Regions from separate parts of the Sus scrofa genome. Here region 2 is linked to region 1. Evidence: chromatin contacts called from public HiChIP or PLAC-seq data. All regions are on one chromosome and are shown on one strand. The core of a region is the stretch at or near the end of the contact, and the rest is flanking DNA. Distances in the headings are between cores, read along the strand shown. Region 1 has its middle 40 kb from the start of TRNAH-GUG. Region 2 overlaps LOC106509171 (a long non-coding RNA gene).

Evidence for each region. HiChIP or PLAC-seq counts read pairs in DNA pulled down with a chosen protein or histone mark.
Region 2: an H3K27ac HiChIP or PLAC-seq map of skeletal muscle shows a contact between it and region 1, with 14 times the contacts expected there. The contact joins two enhancer-like sites. A contact is called at or near these places in 9 of 47 Hi-C or Micro-C datasets (embryonic fibroblasts, fetal heart ventricle, fetal skeletal muscle and 4 more) and 1 of 2 datasets of contacts at active chromatin or transcription factors (skeletal muscle).

Annotation. Positions count from the first base shown.
Region 1 is chr1:208,096,182-208,103,772 of Sscrofa11.1, reverse strand. No RefSeq gene overlaps it. Among named protein-coding and RNA genes, the nearest start is that of TRNAH-GUG, 40 kb to the right of the region's middle. Within about 2 kb of position 2,707, at least 12 of the 83 cell types and tissues checked have an H3K27ac peak or open chromatin away from gene starts, as enhancers often do. A contact at or near this core is called in skeletal muscle, where this site is marked.
Region 2 is chr1:209,142,799-209,150,389 of Sscrofa11.1, reverse strand. All of the region lies in intron 2 of LOC106509171 (a long non-coding RNA gene), which reads right to left. It overlaps LOC106509172 (a long non-coding RNA gene), which reads right to left. Exons shown (of 3, transcript XR_001306470.2): 2 at 6,734-6,774. Among named protein-coding and RNA genes, the nearest start is that of MPDZ, 35 kb to the left of the region's middle. Within about 2 kb of position 4,014, at least 12 of the 83 cell types and tissues checked have an H3K27ac peak or open chromatin away from gene starts, as enhancers often do. A contact at or near this core is called in skeletal muscle, where this site is marked.

The DNA of each region.
Region 1 (7,591 bases), core at 1,458-3,957:
CCAGCCCTGCATATGGCCTAAAGAGTACATTTCACCATCTGGTGTTTGCTCCCTGCAAAATCTCTGACTACTACTTATACATCCAGCCCTTCTACTTTGTCCATTAAGCCTCTTTGACCCTGCTTTCAACTCAAGTTGGAAGTCACAGTAACATCCTCTTAGCATTTGATTTAGCTTTGATTTTGAGCACTGGAGCACAGTGCTGTACTGAAGGTATCTGCAGACACTCTGCAGAATCTCTCCTTTTCTCTTAGTTCTTTCTGGGCTGAGACCAACCTCAGCTTCACCTGGTAACCTTCTCCACACTTTTCACCAAGTTGGTCATAGCCTGTGCTCCAGGAAACACTTATTGAGATGATACTAATTTGGACGCCATTCAAAAAAGTAACTAAAGCACTCAGATGTGAGGATTCATCTCCCTTAGAGACCCCAGAAAGGGCTTTACTGATTTGTCTGGGGACAGTTCTCAAGAACCTATGATAAAATAAAATAAAATGAAAACATTCCAGTGACTGCTTTCTCTTCCCTATCAGTTTTCTTTTCCATAGTATAATTCTCCCTCGTCGTTTATCCAAGTCAATCATCTTTTTGTTTTTATTAATGCCAGTTACAGTTATAAATATAGAAATGGCTAAACCAACATATTCCATTTCTTCAAGACCAAGGAAGGGAGGTATGAGGTTGAACTGCTGATTGCTAAATTATACAAATAGCTAAAATAAGACTCTCATCATCCATCCTCCTTCAATAGCATTACTGATTGACATGACATGTCAGGTGCCGTTCTGGGTATTAGAGATTCAGGGATGACTAAGAAAGTCCCTGCCTTCAAAGATCTCCCAATGCAATGACTGGGGAGTGGGAACAGACAAATAAATAAGTACAAAGGCAACATGATAGGTATCATCATCAGAAAAATGTGGACATTCTGATTGGAGGGACATATTTGTAGAGAAATGATAGCCAAAAAACAAAGAAACAAACAAACAAAACCACTGACTGTTTAATGGGTTTCTTAAAATAGCTTCCTTATCTTGCAGAGGATACAGAAAGCTGAGAATGAAACCTTGCCTCTGACATTTCTTAATTCTTAATTCTAACCACTAGCCCATCACTGAATCACCCTGAGTCTTAGCTTCTTCCTCTGGACAATAGCATCATTGCAAGTATTGCCTAAAAGTATCCTAAATTTACCCGAAGATCAAAGGAGAGATCTTTGTAAACTCTAAAGGTCAGGAAGAATATGAATATCTATTGTCATATTTGTTACAAAGAAAAGGAGAACATTTTCCCCCTTACTATCCCCTCTGCCCCCCTCAACCCCTGCACGAATTGAAAATTTTATGCAGATCTCTTCCTTCTCTTCCATGATCTATTTAATCAAACTTTACTTTTCTGCTCAGATTGACTGGTTTTGAGTGGTTGCCTCAGACTTCTGGGTGACCAGATATCAGTCCATTCTGTAAGACAGACCCCCATGGGTAGCCTTTAGTGTCATTAGAGCCCCTGCTCCCTTCTACCCAGAACAGAATTCCCGCACGGCAGTTCTGATTTTAGAACCCAGTTTTTTGAAATAGTCAGAGATTGATAAATATTCTGGGGCATAAAAGAAATACAAAGTAAAAGATCAGGAGAGGGCACGTCTTTGAAAAAGGAAGCTTGGATCCTGTTTGAAAAAGGTAGTAGGAGAAGGGGAGTAAGGGCCAGGAGAGAGTGTGGGGGGATACCATCTCTCCCAGGCTGGCACGGGCTTGGCATACAGGGTGAATCCAAAGCAAATCGGCCTACCGGACACGGTGCCACATGCTTTTCTTGTGAGCCCAATGAATGCAAAGCTCCCTTAATCCACACCAAAATAAAAATGAAATGTAAGCCGGCCGGAGCCCGGACCCAGCGTGACCTCTTCCACCAAGCGGCAGTCCATCCTCCAACCTAGGTCTTGGCTGATTTCACCTAAAACATTCTCCCTCGTCCTGCCCCCAACCCCTCCCATATTCCTTTGACATATTTTTGCCACCCAAACAGCCTCCCCAAATGCCTCCTTTGGTGACATCACGGAGAGCCATGGGTTGCCTCTGGTATCCCATCTGTTCCTGCAGGCCTGGCCTCCTCTCCTCCAGGGCGAGATGCGATGCGAGTGTTGAGTGGAGGCTGGGTGGGGGCGGGGTGGGGATCGGGCCTTTGAAGCTGTTTTCTATCAGGCGCTGCAGCTGTCAGCGTTGGCTGCGGAAGCCACTGATTGTCCTTGTAGCTCCCGTTTGCCGGCGGTGCACTGTGCTTTTGGATATTAATTGGGCTTTCATTATGTGAACGTACCCAGAGGCTTTTGCAGTTGATTCCTATATCTATATTCATTCATAAAAAATGCCAATAAATAACAACTCTCTCAAAGCAGCTTTGAATGTTTTGAATAATGGGTTGGTTTACTTTTTTTCTCCCATTTCCCCCCACCCCTTATTTTTTTTCTTTTTCCCTATTACTGTGTAATTGATCACAGAATCTTTAGGACAATGGAAAAGCCCATTGGCTAAATCACCTTATTACAGTTCCATATAGTTGAAAAGAGGCTTAATGCTAAATTATCAGATCCCAGCTATTGTGGAAACCAAGAAAGAATAATGCTCCGAAATAACACGGTGGTGCCTCTGTGCTCTCATCCTCTCAGGAGCTGTTGGCACGCCTGCCATGGGAGAGCTCCATTGAGTCAGCAATCCCCTGAAATGAACAGTGGGGCCCAAATTCATGTAGGGAGTGAGTCTCTTTTATTTTGCCGTATATTCGAGGTTCTAAGATATTTTAGAGCCGGGGCTTTCAAAAAAAAAAAAAAAAAACAAAAAACAAAAAACAAAAACCTTATCTTACATTTGTGTTTAACTGTGGGAAAACTTAGGTTTTAGATTCAAAATGCCCTAAATTAATGTCGCAAACCCCTTTGACACGCAGAATTATCGTATATAGTCCCACATAAAGTAGAGATGAAAGCAGAAACTGCACATCCGTTTCATTTCACTGAAACTATTCGTAGGAATGAAGGATGTTCATTAAAAGTTAACAGTGACACAGCTGTACAGAACTCTCAGAGAAAATGTCATTGTCACGGGAGCCTGCCTGTGACGGAGTATCATGCTCCATAGCAGAATGTGAGGTTCCTGTGGTCTGTTGAGCTGTTAATGACATTGAAAACGAAGTGCCCCTCAAGAGTGTGGGGATACAGACGGATTTGGGAAGGCCATTGTTCTAGCCTGCAAGCCATAACTTTAACAAGAAGTGAATATAATTTTGTTTCCAAAAACTAGGTAGACTCAGAGATGCTAAGGAATCTCTTCTCGTTTCTGGGAAAAGGAGTGGACATCATTTCTTTATAGTAAACTCTGTGTGTCCAGTTCTCTCTCAGTGTCTGCCTGTCTTGTTCTTTCTGTCTCTCTTCCTCTTTAAATAGAAGGTGCATGGGTATTAGATGGGTAACAGTGGAAAGGCAAAACAAACCAGAAAAACCCACTGCCTACTCAAAGTGAACTTTAATAAGATTTCTACTGCCCTGTTCCACTGCATGTTGTTTCTGCAGTATTACATAATGGCTGTTTCTCATAGAATCGCTGAAAAAAACCCAAAGAGTGGGTAAACAACAGAGGCTTAGGTAAATATGCAAAGATAACACTATTCTTGCTATTAGATAAATTCTTCTTGAATTGCTTTGTGCAAATGTTCAGTGACGGCAATGGGAAATTTGGGTAGTAAAGATAATAAGTCAGTGCTAGTTTTGGAGAAAACAATCCATATTTCTCATTTCCAACAGATTTAAAAATAGCCAGTGTGGTATTTTTCTTTGTAATATGAAAAATGGGTAGAGAGTAAAAAACTTTTTTTTTTTCAAGATTTGAGAAAATCTTTACAAGTCTTTATCTCACCTGAGACTAAGAAGAGACTCAGAACCAATTTAGGAAAACCATTAAATACCTATTCAAGACTATATGAAGTAATGATTATACCTTAATACCAATATTCTCTTTCAGTGTAAGGGGAAAATAACAAGATAGCTAGCAAAATCATGTAAAATTGTTATCCAACTGAAGTGTTCTGCCGAAGTAGCTAGACACATGCATTTCTATTAATTAAGGTATATTAATAAGGAGGAAAATAAGATTTCATTCAGAAGGGTGCAAAGAAGATACAACAGTCACTGTCCTTGAGAGCACCCAAGAAAAAACAGAAAAATGACAGATATTAAAGGGATGGTGCTATTCCGTCATTCTCATGGTTTTCTCATTTTGCTTGAGCGGTTCTTTACCTCTATAATATTTCTTGTAATAGACTCCATTTCTTTAGTACCCACTATGTTCCAGGTTCCATGCAAGGTACTTACATAATATGAATATTTCCCTCACCATTATTGGAAATGGCAAAGACCCATGGCTCCTTACCTATTTTCAATAAAGACTTTGGAGTGGAGTCTGATAGCAGAGGGATGAAAAGGACAAAGGAAGGTGTTTATCTGCATTTTGTAAATTCATTTTCATTTTAAAACTTACTTTCTTCTAGACTAAACTTAGCAATTTAGGGCTTGTGAAGAGGGGATAAACCTCAGAATATCTGTGCTATTTCTTCTCCCTGAATTATCTATAGTTTATCTCCCTGTCTCTTCTATTCTTTCCTTAACCACTTTCAAACAATTCAATGCCAACTCTATGAAAGCCTGGAAAACCGGCTCTGCAACTGGAGGCACCTTTGCCCCAGTGGCCATATTTTCTGAACCTTAAATTGAGACACACATAGCCTAAGAAATAGGGTAGGGTATTATTTGAAATAAATGTGAAATATTTGAAAGAAAATCTGGCTCAACGCTGTGAAATTTAGACTCCCAGAAAATTCGAGGCACCGAATTGACATTCTCTTCGGAATCCCTGGGTTACAATTCAGGACTGTACAGAGGACAATACCAAAGTCAGCAGATACTGGGATTCTTTCCTTGTTCTGAGTGGATATCTGGCTAGATGCCTCTTCCAGTTGAGCCATTTTAGAATAATGTTTGCTCCAGGTCACCCTCTCCCGAGTGACTTAACTCATCAACTCAACTTCATACGCATGAACAGAGGGTCCCACAGCTTGAGGGTGATAGATGCATCTTTAGGACCAAAGAAAGCCGATAAAAACAAAACAGAACAGGAACCAAGAAGACTCTGCTCCACTAAAAATTTAGCTCCGATGTCTAGGTCTTTCAGGTTGGTGTCAACTCCACAGTAATGTTTTCTAAAGCCATTCGGCCAATGTGTTGGAGAGGTAGGAATTTGATCATGCAGCCATTGCCACATGTGGCCACTGAGCCCTTGAAAGTGGGCTAGTGACAATTCAGATGTGCCGTAAGTAAAAATACCCAGAGGATTTTGAAGATTTAAGACACAGAGAAAAAAATGTAAAATAGTTCACGTACAATGTTTTAATAATGGTTGCATATTAAAACAGTATTTTGGAAATCGATTACTGGAATTAATTTCACCTCTTTTTCCCCTTTATAAAATGTGGCCATTAGCAACATTTTAAATTACATGTGTGGCTTATGTTTAAAGGCTCAAATTATACATTTCCACTGAACATCACTGGTCTAGAGAGTTGAACAGAGAGATAGAACACAATTTCATAGGCCAAACTGACAAATTTTTAGAAATGATCTTTACTTTGTTCTTGTGTTTGCAGTTGACAATAATACAAAAATCCTACATACACGCTGAGAAAATATTTAACATGCATACTTTGTTTTGTATAAACATATTTTATTAAAATTAAAAAATGGCAAAGAATTTTTAGACAATTAAAATATCAGCTTGAAACACAGGCTTGGAAATACGTAGTCTTTAGTTTTTAACTTTTAATACTCTCCAAATCATAAACAGTGATTTTTTTAAATCTCCCTGCCCTCAATAGATTATTTTAAAAAGTATACTTGGATTGGATTTTAAAATTCTTTAAACTCAGAAGTTATGTTTAAGTGAAAAAAAAAAAACAATGTGATGAAATTACAGATTACAGTCACTATTCTGAGAAGAAATAAAATCTTACAATGTTCAGTGAGAGTTTAAAAGTTGCATATATAGTCTAGATTTTATTGTTATTCTTAATTATTTGAGAAAGTTATTTTTTTAAATTAAGCAACTTGATAAATATTTAACATTTAATTTAAGCAAGAGTATATTGCCCACATGTACTTTGTGCCCAGCCAACATGCAGTTTTCAAATTCTTTCACCCCCATGTTGAAATCATCTTATATGACCATTTTACCTTGGTGCATGCAACAGCTAATCGGCTATAACAAGTACTAGATCAAAGGCAAAAAACACGTATTTTTTTTTTTTCACTAGCAAGTTCTGGGATTTAGAATTTCAACAGCAACTCTAAAGCATGCTTTTATAATAAATAGTATAATACAAATAGCAGAATGCACTATAAACAGTAGCTTTACATTCTGTTTCAAATCAGTACACTTTACACTTACAATAAATAATCTTTAGACAAAACTTTTTCGCACAAGGACAAGATTCTTCCTTGACAAACATGCAGGGATGCTATTATTTTTTCTTACTTTAGTAAGCTTAAAAAATGTGTGCATTTAGAAATGTTTGCCACAGTCCTTGCAAACCTAAGCTTCTTCATGCTAAAAGAGAGCAATTCAAAACTGACACCAAAGGGATGGCTTTACAGAATAAGAGCCACATTTTTTTTTTCCTACTGGATATTTTTTTGGTTTTATTTCTTTTTTTTTTTTTTTTTTTTTTTGGCCTAACTTTGGATTTTTGAGGCATCAGGTAAGAATCTGTAAAAACATACATCCTCCCCATGCTGAGTAACATATAAACCACAGCTGTAACTTAAGTTAAGCCACCAGCTAAGAATAAAAGCACCAGAAAACAAACCAACCAAAACCTAAAGCAAACAATATGCTTATCACATAATAACTATTGAATAATGCAAATATTAACAAAGCAAACCAAGCAGGGGGCCTCCATCTCAGGAAGAAGAAAAGCCAGCAAATAGAAGGCAGTGATGGGGAAATCAAATCCGTTCTCTTCCTCCTTGGTTCCTTACTGAGAAAAAGTGGATCAGGAGTGACATCTGCTGGCCTTGTTAATGGGATGTACCCATTGAAACAAGGGTCTTGGAGAACAAAACGTTCCGATGGGGTGATATTGCATCACTGGGGTAGGGAGGAGGCAAGGGCTTGGCAAAGGCCTTCCTGGTGAGCCACCTGCAATGTGGCCAATCAGCAGCTGCTTCTCCAGCCAAAAGTAGCCTCAGTTTTTTCCTCTCTTGGCTATTCTACCTTCACATCCAGGAATGTTTTTCTCATCACCCCAAGAGAGGACAGAATACTGTATAGGTGGATTTCCAGTTAGAATTATACAAGTTTCAAGAAGTAGTGGTCGACTAGATACTCAACAGAGGTGATGGTTTCAAGTCTTTATCAAAAGTCTAAATGTGTGTCTATACCCTGACAAACTTGGTTGCTGCCAGCAGTACCAAGCTAGGGTGTCACCCTCTTGAAGCTTCATTATATCAGTGTCCTGAATTTGACCTTTTTTTGTTCTCTCTTCCACTCTC
Region 2 (7,591 bases), core at 2,765-5,264, 1.0 Mb before region 1:
CAGACAAGAAGGGTAAATGCGGAGCTGACAGGCAATATACCCATAACTGGCAGACCTTGTAAAGCATTTATAACAATGTCTAGAATATAGTGAGTGCTCAGGAACTATTTGCTCTAATTTTATCAGAGACATATGCATACTTATTTGCAAAAACAGGATCACCTCTGCTGTACGCTGAATTTTCACTTAGCTTATATTATGGCTATTTTCATAAACATTTCTTGGAGTCTCAATTTCAGGTCTGTTTAATTATCCATCATGTGGAAATATCATCATTTATTTAGCTATTGCACTGTTGTGCATAATATGGATGTTTCTAATTTTCAGCCTGATAAGTAAAGCTGAAAGTATAGCCATGTTTTTAATGTTTATTAAATAACTTCCTATAGTTAAATCTTTAAGATAGAATTCAAAGAGTGAAATTCTTAAAATTTTTTATATATGCTACCAAGTGTTTTTATAGAAATATAATTTTTTTTTATACTTTCTCTTGAAATTAGTGCCTGCCACAATATATTTAATATTATTTATTTTAAAATTTTGGAGTTTCCATCATGGCTCAGCAGTTAATGAACCCAACTAGCATCGATGAAGATGTGGGTTTAATTCCTGGCCTTGCTCAGTGGGTTAAGGATGCAGCATTGCCATAAGCTGTGGTATAGTTTGCAGACGTGGCTCAGATCCTCTGTGGCTGTGGCTCTGGCATAGGCTGAAGGCTACAGCTCCAATTCGACCCCTAGCCTGGGAAACTCCATATGCTGCAGGTGCAACCTTAAAAGACAAAAAGCTAAAATATATTATATATATATATATAATATTTTATATATTTTAATATATTATATTATCTATTTTTAAAATGTTATATATCTTAATATATAAAACATATAATATATAATATATGCATTATAATTGTATATTACATTATATATTATAATTATGATATCTATATATTATAATTATATATATTATATTATTATATATTATAAAAATATATTTTTAAAATCTTTTACTCTATGATAAGAGAAAAATAGTGTCTTATGTTTGTCTTTATTTGTAGTTTGACTGTTAATGAGATTTGGCATTTATCATTTTATACCATATATACGTTCTTTTTTTTTTTTTTTTGTCTTTTGTCTTTTGTTGTTGTTGTTGTTGCTATCTCTTGGGCCGCTTCCGCGGCATATGGAGGTTCCCAGGCTAGGGGTGAATCGGAGCTGTAGCCACCGGCCTACGCCAGAGCCACAGCAACGCGGGATCCGAGCCGCGTCTGCAACCTACACCACAGCTCCCGGCAACGCCGGATCGCTAACCCACTGAGCAAGGGCAGGGACCGAACCCGCAACCTCATGGTTCCTAGTCGGATTCGTTAACCACTGCGCCACGATGGGAACTCCTACGTTCATATTTTTATTGGATTATTAAAGTTCTTACAATTTTAAAGAATTCTTCATAAATAAAGGATTAGATTTGTAATAAGTGAATTTATTTTTTTAATTTTACATTTGAGATTTCATCTATTTTTTTAAAAAACAAAGTTTTAAATTTTATAATTCTTATATATTTTCCTTCATGATATTTCCAATTCTTTTGTGATAAAATACTTTCATTTTCTTAAGCTTTTTTTTTTTTTTACATATTTACAGTTTCTTCTGGTTTGTACATGCTTTGATCCATTTGATATTTATTTCTCAAGCATCTGAAATAAAGTTTAGTGATTATCTAATATTGCGTTTTTGTATAATAATTATCTATCATTATTTGTTTGAAAATCTAGCATTTTCTGATTGGCTTGCAATATCGCCTAATATATACATATCTGGCTTCACTGTTCTCGTTGTTAAATTCAATGCTAGTGGTATATTTTAAAATGTATATTTAAGGGAAATGGGTTTTTATTACTTATATCAGTGACTATGCACCAGGGGAGTGGTATTACTTATTATATAGCTTCTTTTTTAATCAGTAAATACTAATAATCACCTACTAATTACTTGAAAAAGAATTACAGGGAATTGTGGCCCTACATTTCCAAAAATTTGTTTGGGAAATAACTTCATTCTGCTATTATCTGAGGGATAGTTAATAGAATAGACCTAAGTTAGAAAAATACTGAAATTTCGTCATCTGCATATTTTTCCTAAATTCTTTCTTTACTTTAGGATCTACTTTATTTCCCTGCTTTTATAAAATTATATGCATTGCACATGTGTAGTGTACAATTACACACACTTTAGTCTGATTTTTAATTTTAGCAGTTTAATCTTTAAAAATTGTTTTCCAAATCATACAACACACACACTGTCACATACACACAAACCTCCTTTTGATTACACAAGTAGCTCTCAAACAGAAAATCTAAGAAAAACAGACATAAAAAGAAGAAACTTTATTATTCCAAACTAACCATCAGGGAAAACCATATGTTAACATTTTGGTGGATCTCCCTCCCCTCTACCATTTCCTGTGCATGTTTGAGAAAAGAGACAATTTTTGGAACCAAATTCAATAATGTTCAACAAATGACTTTAGAGTTTATGTGGCATTGTCTTACATAACTTTCCCATTATTTATTTAATTCCATACCACTGAATATTTTTTTTATTTTACAAATCTATTATAATGCTATGAATGCTTGTCTATAGATCACTGGGTAGCCTATCTTCTAAGGCAAAATTACTAAAAATTGGATTACTAGGTCAAAGTGTATGAACATATTTAAGGCTCCAATCCATATACATTGCACTGGAGGTTTAAAATAAAACAGACAGGAAAAACCTGCTAACTTAATTAGTTAAAAAGTATATTTTATAGTTAAATATTATTTTATTTTATTGTTTCTCAAATGAATGGATAAGTACCCTGTTCAATAATCTTTAGAAAAATCTTAGCTTTTTTTGGGGGGGGAGGGGTGGTTTATTCTGGCAAAAAAAAAGAAAAAAAGAATATCAATTTAAAAATATTATGAAGGGAGTTCCCGTCGTGGCTCAGTGGTTAACGAATCCGACTAAGAACCATGAGGTTGCGGGTTCGATCCCTGGCCTTGCTCAGCAGGTTAAGGATCCAGCGTTGCCGTGAGCTGTGGTGTAGGTTGCAGACGCAGCTTGGATCCCACGTTGCTGTGGCTCTGGTGTAGGCCGGTGGCTACAGCTCCAATTGGACCCCTAGCCTGGGAACCTCCATATGCCACCGGAGCGACCCAAGAAATGGCAAAATGGCAAACAAAAACAAAAACAAAAACATTATGAAGAACTTAATTGTGATCAGGTTAAGTCTAAAATTGATTTGGGATCAAATGACATCTTCACAATATTCCAGTTTAGGAGCATATTATCTTTACCATTTATTCAAGGAATATTTTATATTTTCCTTTGCATCTTGATTTTGTTTTTTGCTTTTCAGGGCTGAACCCATGGCATATGGAAATTCCCAGGCTAGGGGTCGAATGGGAACTATAACCCTGGGTCTATAGCCATAGCAACACAGGATCCGAGCTGCGTCTGGGACCTACACTGCAGGTTTTGGCACATGGGATCCTTAAACGAATGAGTGGGGCTGGGGATTGAACCCTTGTCCTCATGTATATTAGTCGGATTCATTTCTGCTGCACCACAAGGGAGCTCCCTCCTTTGTATCTTGATATTTTCTATATTTAGGCATTTTATGATTTTTGCTGCCGTGAAATTGGAATCATTTTTTTCCCTTTGGATTATCTTCAGATAATAAGGTAATTTTGAAATTAAGTAGAAGCAGCCATGTGGTAATTAAAAGCTCAGGTTCTATATCCAGATTTCTCCCCTATGTCTGGATTCAGCTCTTACTGTGTGACACAGGCAAGCCTGCGCTGAATATGTCTCTTATCCCTGAAGAGCCCTCTCCCAGAGCTGGAAGCCTGGTTTCATTACGGCTTCCTGGCTTTCTGGTTTCCAGTTAGTTGCAACCAATAAGGATACTGGCAGGAAATGAGAGGCAGGAAAGGGAGGGGAAGATCACCATTTCCATAGCTTCCTCTCTGCTTAGTTGTTGCCTGGGTTGTGTCCTGCTAAAGGGGCAGCTTCTCACCACGTTGTTACCCTATCCCAGTTGGTGACGTGTCCTCTGCTTGTCCTTTCAGGCTTGTAAGTGGTCACAGGCTCCCTGCTGATGCTAATTTGGGATGCTGCAGAATCCTGTGGTGTTTCTCTAACCCTGTTATCCAGCCTGACTATGTCATGAGCCTCCTGCCAGGATTCTGCCTGACAGGGGTAAAAAAAAAAAAAAAAAAAAAAAAAAAAAAAAACACACATCCTGGCCATTTTTCTCTTGTTATTGAGAATGCCTCTTGACTTTCATCATAATGATAATTTTGGCAAGTGAAGTAAGATAGGTGTTCTATATTATGTTCAGACAGTATTCCTTTTTTTTTTAAAGTGATTTTCTGAGTTTTATTAGCTACATTTAAACTTCTGCATTTGGATATATATGGAGTTTGTTTTAATATTGGACATATAGATGTATTTTATATTCTCGAGTTTATCAATAAAAAAATCCATCTATTCCTGGAATAGCACAAATTAAATTTACTTTACTAATATTTTATTTTAAACAGTCTCTCTTACCTGGTTACCTCAGGCCATGTTAAAAAATAGATGGAAAAAGAAACACTGTTAAACTGACATTTTGATTAAGCACGAATTGCTTTGAATAACTGCAAATCTTAGTAGCCCTTTATCACCGAAAGTACTTTTTTGTGTTTCTTTCAGTTTGGAGTTCAGAAGCAAATGACTCATCTAGGCTTTCAAAGCACAATAATTTGGTGCGGCACAGTGGGGGTAGGAGTTAAATCACACATGTAAAAAAAGTCAGAGTGAAGAGGGTATACAATGAAATGATTAGAGTGACTTCTCCTCCCACATTTTTTTTGGCCACCCCTGCCACATATGGAAGTTCAGCTGCAGCTGTGACCTAAGTCACAGCCAAGGCAATGCCAGATCCTTAACCCACTGCTCTGGGCCTGAACTACTGCAGAGACAACACTGGACCTTTAACCTGCTGTGCCAATCAGAGCTCCTATCTGCTCTCTCTCTTTTTCTTTTCTGAAAAAAAAAAAAAAAATTACTCCATTCTTTCAATTGTGTTTTTAAATCTATCATACTTGGATTCAGTATGTGGCAATAGCTTGAAAGCCTATGCAATTAAAAAAAAAACATGCAATGATCATCTTCCTATGTGATTACTATAATATATACTAGATCATAAAACCTAGAACATCAATTTACAGTAATGAGTAATTCCAACAATTTATACCTGTTATACCATCCTATATCATATTGTTTCAATTATAAACTTTCATTTTGATTCCCATGAATCAATTCCATCACAGGAAACTATTGTGGTTCCCACAATATCCTCTAGGGATACAAATAATTTTATTTAGTGTTTTTATTTAAAAAAACTTTTTTTTTTTTTTTTTTGGTCTTTTTAGGGCCACACCCACGGCATGCAGAAGTTCCCAGGCTAGGGGTCTAATCCGAAGCCATAGCTGCCGGCCTACACCACAGCAATATCCATGCTAGATCCAAGCTGCATCTGTGAACTACACTGTAGCTTGTGGCAACACCAGATCCTTAATCTGCTGAGTGAGGCCAGGGATCATATCTGCATCCTCATGGATACTAGTTGGGTTCTTAACCTGCTGAGCCACAACGGGAACTCTTAAATTTTTTTAAATCAAAGTATAATTGATTGTTTATCAATTGACAGAATGTTCCATCAATTTCTACTGTAATCAAAGTGACCCAGTTATACATACCTATATATGTATACATACACACACACATTATTTTTCTCATATTATTTTCCATCATGTTCTATCACAAGCGATTAGATAGCATTCCTTGTGCTACACAGTAGGACCTCATTGCTTATCCTTTCTAAGAGTGATTATATATATATGGTGCCAAGCACTTGAAATATTAGAATCATAACTGATATACATGCTGAGTCCCTTACATAAGGAAATACGTGCTATTTAGTTCTCCTTGCAGAGTTTGACATTGAAACAGAAGTAAGCATTATGCTAAGTGAAGTAAGTCAGAGAAAGGTAAATACTGTATGATAGCTTATACATGGAATCTGAAAAAGAAAACAAACTAGTGAATATAACATAAAAGAAGCCAACTCACAGATATAGGGAACAACTTAGTGGTTACCAGTGGGGGAGGAAGGGCAATAAAGGGGTAGGGGAGTGGGAGATAAAAACTACTGGGTGTAAGATAGGCTCAAGGATGTATTGTATAACATGGAGAATATAGCCAATATTTTGTAGTAATTGTAAATGGAAAGAAAACTTGAAAAACTGTGTAAAAATAAAAAATTTAGAAAGCTTTAAAAAAGAAAGCAAGCTGGACTATAAAGATTGTATCTGAACTTGTGAATGAGCAGCTATTTGATTTGGTCTAACTTAAGAACAGATTCTGCAAACATTAAGCTTTGCATGTTCATTTAAAATTTTGCCAGGCAAATTCCTAGTAAAGACAAACTGTCATTATTTATAATCAAAGATAATTACAAATACCAAAAAAAGATTTAGAATTTGTTTGAGAAGGGGCAAGTTGCTAAATTCCAGAGCCGAGAGTTTACTTTTTGCAGTGTTCTCTTATTTATCATCCCTCCTCTCTTCCCACACCCAGCTCAGGATGTTCCCTCAAGTTCAACTCACTGCCATTGGAGACTTTCATTCCCACAATGCACTTACTTCACAGACTCTTCTTTCCAGTACTTTGTTGTGGTTTAGAGCTGAAAATACAAGCGTGAGAACATATAGTATCTAGTAAAAGCCAGCATTACTAAAGAACTCATTAAATCCAAGTGGGAATTGCAAACTCCAAAAATTAAAACATCTGAACATCTGTGAAAACTCAATCTGTGTTTCTTTGAGAAAAATAACATCTGATCAGCTCTCAGTGTAGAATCTTAAAAGAATAAACAAAGAATCTTGATAAGTAAATTTAATGGCAGATGGTTCAATAAGTTAGGATCTGGGATAATTCTTGGAAAATTTCCTTAATTTCTTTGAAAAGTGAATATAAATCAAGAAAATTCCCAAGCAACAATAAAGTGAACCTGAGGGATTACAGTCACAAATGTGTAGGAAGAGATGGAAAATTACTAAGAACAAGTAGATAATTTGTGAAGAGAAGGAAGAAAAATCAACTGACGGGTTTTCTCAGCAAATATTTTAAGTTATCAGTAAAGTTAAGAATTTGGTTTTTAAGTTGAAGTTGTTTATTTACTTAAGCTTTATTTTTTACAAAGTGCTTTTCCCCCACTATATGGATGGCTTTGTTAAGTTGCTTTTCATTCTTCTCACTTCTCTCTCTTTTTTAAATATATGCTTTAAAACTGGCTTTTTTCTCACAATGGCAAGATGAAATGTTTTTAGGATTTGTCCAAAGGTCAGGTTTCTGCGGAATATATTCCCACACATATGTAAAAAGCATTGCATATTCCGGCGCTGGTGTAAATAGCATGTTTAACTCTTACTGCCTAGGAATAGTCAAATTCTAACTTTCCTAACCTAATTATTTGTCATTGTTCTCTCTAGAGCTTCCAC